Regions from separate parts of the Mus musculus genome. Here region 2 is linked to region 1. Evidence: chromatin contacts called from public promoter capture Hi-C data. All regions are on one chromosome and are shown on one strand. The core of a region is the stretch at or near the end of the contact, and the rest is flanking DNA. Distances in the headings are between cores, read along the strand shown.

Region 1 (2,859 bases), core at 54-2,553:
CACCCTCCCCCTCCCATCCCCAGGAATCCCCTACATGTTCCCACTTCCCTTTTCACGTTCTCTCCTTTGCTGCCTTGTCTCTGTAATCCACTCAGTCCACTAAGTGCTGTCTACTGGAATGTTGACTGATCTTGTTAGTTTAATCTTATGCCAAGTCTTGTGCAGGTGACAATAGCTACTAGGAGTTCATGGCTGCAATGGCCATGTCTTATCCAAAAGATGTATCAATAGCTTGCTTATAAGTAATATAATATAATTACTATAATAAAGCATTATTTCACAGTCTCACAGTGCAGATCCAGTAGCATCCTTTAAATCAATCGGGAAACCAGGGAGAGTCTCTGGCATACTATGAGCCTACATCTATATGTTCTATGTACTATTTTTCTCTCTTCTTGTCAAAGGAATCTTCCAAAGTATTTAATTCTCCTTTTCATTTTATCTCATTTCTTTTTAAAATATACTTTATCTCCCCTCTTGCTTCTATCTGATTTTAGGATCTCCTTTCCTTGGTCTTAGCATCTGTTACACAGCTTACCAGGAATCAGCCATGTCCTTTGTCTCCATCAAGGCCATCCTCATTGTGTTCTAATACCCCTCTTCTTAAATCTTTACACTGCCATCAATTCACATTTTAAAATTATAGTCATGAGTACTTAATCTAGTTAAATGTGAAAAGGGCTGAGCATGATCACATATCAACTAAAGACTCAGCCCTCAAAAGTTGGAAGAAAGGAGGTCAAGTCTGAGGCAATCCCAGGCTACACAGAAAATTCAAGACCAGCCTGTGCTACGTAACAAAACTTTATCTTGAAGAAGGAAGAGTTAAGAGAAAGAGGGGCGAAAGACAAGGAGGAAGAGGAGGACCATGGGAAGAAAGGAAGGGGAGAAGAGAAAGAAAGTAGGAGGGGGAAGTGGATGGGTGGATAAATGATTGATAGATAGGTAGATAAATAGATAGATAGATAGATAGATAGATAGATAGATAGATAGATAGACAGACAGACAGACAGATAGACAGATAGACAGATAAAGAGAGAGACTCACATTTCATTTGGGATTCTTCCAGCCACATTATGTGTGTCAAGAGATTCCAGTCTGCTTTTTACTTCTTGCCCAGAGTGTATATTTCCATCACAAGTATCTCTTCAGAAACATTTAAGATTGGACATCAATACATCTGTCTTATTCTGGTAAGATCAGTAAGTGTTCAGTACAAGAGAGCCAAGTGAAAAAGAATAAATCTTAAAAACAGAGTTTCCTCTAATGTACTAGAACACAGGGAGCAAAGAGGAAAAGGAAATTGAGAAAGCAACCCCAAAGCCAGTAAAAACTTCCAGAAGTGTGTCATGTAAGATTTCTCAATGTGTTTTTGCTACTCATATGTCATGTTTTCAAAGGTAGTTTGAGGTAAAATGAGGCTTAGAAAGTTCTCTAGCTCAATGAAATATGTCCAAAATAACAATGAACAAAGCTTTTAACATAGATTTTGTGCACATGGTGCATGTAAAGACATGAAATCCTTTGCTTTAGAACAGAGGAAGAAGTTGGTGAAGCCACTGATTAGATTTCAACATTTTCTCAGGTAAGTGAAAGTAGGCTTGTTACGGCAAAGGAAGAAAAGGTTGTATGATAGACACTATTGTGATCTCTGGTTCCACCTACAGGATTATTAAAGAATGGACATTTGTGTTCCTCCAAACTTTATTCGTTGAAGCCATAAACACTTCTGTTGGTGTTTAAAGGTGGAACCCAGGGAGGTCACTAGAGTTAGCTAAGTTCGTAAGTGGGGAGTCCTTATGATAAAACTACCATGCTTAGAACTCTGTCTCCTCTCACCCTCGTCTCATCTCTCTCCTCTTTCTTCTCTCTTCTCTCCTCTCTCCTCTCCCCTCTCCCTAGTCCCTTCTCTCCTCTACCCTCTCCTTACTCCTTCTCCTTTCCCCAACCCCTTCTAGAATACTGGGACACAGCAAGAGAGCAGCCTTCTCCAAGCTTAGAGAAGGGATCCCACCACAAAGAGACCTTGCACATATAGCCCCCATATATTCATGAGAATAAATATATACCATGCATCTATAGCACTGTTGTTGTGTCTGAACTCAATTATCATAAATACCCAGCAGCTTAGAAATGTTTCTTAAAGTCTATTGTACAGCATATAACACCTTTCCTGATTTTTTTTTTCCTTAGCGTCATAGGAGGCTTGGAGAAAGTAAGATCTGAGTTCTTATTGTGTATTATTCTTGTGTCAAAATTAGCAAAGTGATGGGCCTGTTGGCTAAATTCCATAATTTTCCTAGATAACAGACAGCAAGTTTATCAAGGGGGAAGCAGCAACAAAATCAGAAACAAAACTGAAAATCAGATTCTAAGCTAAGAAATCTTTACAAATGGTAAAAGGCAAAATGGACATCTTGATAGGTCTCCAAAAACAAATTTAACTTCAGTTAACAAAAATAATTTATTTCATTATGACAATGAAATATTTGATTATTATTTGAATGTATAAGGCTCACTATGGATTCACAATTATTCAGAGAATAAATAATTCATATGTCATAAAACATAAATAAATGTTATAGATGTCATCCGTTTTCAATGGATCTCATTCATCAAATAATTATGATTATGCACATTAAAATATGTATTATTTTCTTAAATGAAGACTACATACATATTTCCAGTATAGCTATATAGTGTTTTGTTTTTGTAAAATTAAATAACAGATACAAGAAATTATAAGGCAAGCGATTGTGGGCAGATGAGTCCATTCTGTACTCAGAACAGAAAAGGCCAACATGTGTAAGCCATTACACCTAATAACAGGAAGAGGAAAAAGCCAGGCACCCACACATA
Region 2 (2,700 bases), core at 51-2,550, 77 kb before region 1:
GAGCCTGATATGGCTGTCTTCTTAGAGGCTCTGCCAGATCCTGACAAATACAGAGGTGGTTGCTCACAGCCAACCATTGAATTGAACGCCAGGTCCCAAATGGAGGAGTTGGAGAAGAAACTGAAGGACCTGACAGGATTTCAACCCAATGCATGGTCAACAGGCCATACCCCCACCAAGCTCCTGGAGACTGGACCACCAAACAAAGACTACACATGGAGGGACCCATGGCTCCAGCTGCATATGTGGCAAAGGATAGCCTTATAGGACATCAGTGGGAGGAGAGGCCCTTGATCCTGAGGGGTTTTAATGACCCAGTGAAGGGAAAAACCAGGGCAGGAAGGTGGAAGTGAGTAGGTGGGTGGGTGCAAGAGCACCCTCATAGAGGCAGGACAAGGTGGGGAGGATAGGATAGGTGTATTCTGGAGGGGAAATCTAGAAGGGGGATAACATTTGAAATGTAGAAAAAGAAAATATCCAATAAAGGGGAGGGGGGAACCCAGTAAGGTGGCCAACTGATGACTTCAGCACACTCAGAACAATAATGGGTGGAAATTTTCTAAAAGAAACAATCCATGGGAGGGCTGGGCAAACCTGAGGAAGGCCTGACACCTGCTGGTGATTGAGCAGCAACACACTGACATCTATTTGTTTACATTCTCTAGGACACTGCAGCCAGAAACTACACCTTCCCATCAGAACTGCTTGTTCCATAAGATACTAAAATGTTGTGGGTAGTTTTAAACATTCCTACTATGAACATAAGGCTGGCTGGTTGTTTACCTCCTTGGTTATTCTTGGCTTTAATTTTTACATTTTTAATCTTCACACTTGCATAATTATCCTTTTGCTTTAATTTTTATAGTAAAATATAACAAAATAAAATAAAACTCAAAGTTCAATAAGACAAACCAACAGGAGAAAGAGCCCAAGAGAAGGCAAAAGAATCAGAGACCAAGTTTGCATACTCATGAATACCGAAAAGCATTAAACTAGAAACCATGTATATACATAGAGGATGAGGTTTTAACTCATGCAAGCCCTGTGCATGCTGCTTAAGACTCTGTGGGATCATATGAGCTTTGCTCATTTGATTTAGAGGGCCATGTTTCCTTGCTGTTTTCTATCCCCTCTGGCTCTTAAATTCTTTCTGCCTCCTATTCTGAAGTGTCTTCTGAGCTCTGACAAGAGGGATTTGATGAAGACATTTCATGTATGACGGATTGCTCCAAGGTCTCTCATTCTGTGTAATGTATGGCTGTGGGTCTCTGTGTTTGTCCCCATCTGCTGAAAGAGGAAGCAATTATAATTTGTATTTGTAGGACCTACATGGTGAAAGTGGAGAAATTCTGGCATGGAGAACTACAGGACTGGAGAGAAGGGAAAGTGAGATTTGTTCAATATGGAGGATGTACTTATATGAAGATGTTTTATAAAGAGAAAAGATGCAGTGGCCCCTGTCTTTAATCCAGGGCTAAGGAGCAATGGAAATACAGAGCACAACTGTTCTGTACTTGATCTCCAACTGAAATTCAAAAGGCTTCCCTCAAAGTTAGAAACTGACTTCTGGAAACACCAGGTCATGTTTTTCCAAATGCTTTTTATTAGGAATCAATATAGAAGTGTATTAACAGAATTGGATGCTAAAGTTATACATGGAGACAATCATATACTCTCAAATAAAATATAAATAAAATTTAAGAGACGTTAAGCATTGAATACTGTTTATTGTTGCAATCTGTGGTGTAGCTGATAGAGACCAAAGACAACAAAATGTTTGAGGATGAAGCCAGAGAACAGCCAAGGTAAAAGAAACATTTCTCTTGATATTGACGAAGCCCAGAAAATTCTAGATGAAATGAAAAAAAAAACTAAACTATTTTTTATCATTGTTGAACCATAGGATTTCCCAAAAAGTACAAACTATAGTCTGATTATTCACCATGTCAGTGTAACTTAAAATAAAAGGAGAAATCATTTCATAATTTCAATGTGATAAAATTTAAGTGTGACAAAGGCTAAGTAATTTGTACAGATTGCATCTTTTAGATAGGTACTAGAGTTGAGGCCCCAGTTATTCAAATATAATTTAGAAAGTAATTTAGTAGGTCCTAACAAATGAATATCTTTTGCTAAAATAATTATTATAAAATGAAGTTCTAGATAATCTATATGCATATATATCAGTAAACTAATACAGAAATAGGAGAAACTTCACTTCCAATAGAAAATGATAAAAGTCCCAAATTATGTCATGAAGATTAACATAATTTGACATAGAAAGATTTAATATTCATTCTTGGAAAAGACTGAATATAGCTAAATTATGCCACTACTTGTGTAGACTCCTAAAGGAAGCTTAATAAATGCAATAATCCAGAGTAAATATAAAGAATACCATATTTATATATAACTAAAAACTGACAATTTTAACAATGTATAATTTAAGAATGAAAATTGATATTTATGACAGAGCAAAGAATTAACACAAGGCTTACAATGAGGCTCCCCTCCAGAGAATTACATTTATTGAAATTGTTGAAAAATGGAAAAGGGTGGCTTTAACTCTTGTAATATTTCTTATGCAAAATTGCACAAATAGATTATTTATATAATAAAAAGTTTTTAAACAGTTCATGTGATTTCATGATATTGTGACTCCATGTATTTATAAATCATAATCAGGTAATAGATATGCAT

Evidence for each region. Promoter capture Hi-C pulls out the DNA fragments that hold promoters and counts their contacts.
Region 2: a contact with region 1 is called in a promoter capture Hi-C map of the HPC-7 cell line, with 5 times the contacts expected there. The contact joins the enhancer-like site here to the promoter of Clec4d in region 1. A contact is called at or near these places in 3 of 39 promoter capture datasets (the HPC-7 cell line, HPC-7-derived erythroid cells and macrophages), 1 of 15 datasets of contacts at CTCF or cohesin (the G1E-ER4 cell line), 3 of 484 Hi-C or Micro-C datasets (the G1E-ER4 cell line and the HPC-7 cell line), 2 of 115 datasets of contacts at active chromatin or transcription factors (the HPC-7 cell line and embryonic stem cells) and 1 of 9 other capture datasets (adipose tissue).

What each region holds. Positions count from the first base shown.
Region 1 is chr6:123,260,551-123,263,409 of GRCm38.p6, reverse strand. Clec4d (C-type lectin domain family 4, member d) reads right to left here and starts at 1,303. Exons shown (of 6, transcript NM_010819.4): 1 at 1,048-1,303. The coding sequence starts at 1,075.
Region 2 is chr6:123,338,206-123,340,905 of GRCm38.p6, reverse strand. No RefSeq gene overlaps it. Among named protein-coding and RNA genes, the nearest start is that of Vmn2r19, 31 kb to the right of the region's middle. Within about 2 kb of position 1,300, at least 3 of the 459 cell types and tissues checked have an H3K27ac peak or open chromatin away from gene starts, as enhancers often do. A contact at or near this core is called in the G1E-ER4 cell line and the HPC-7 cell line, where this site is marked.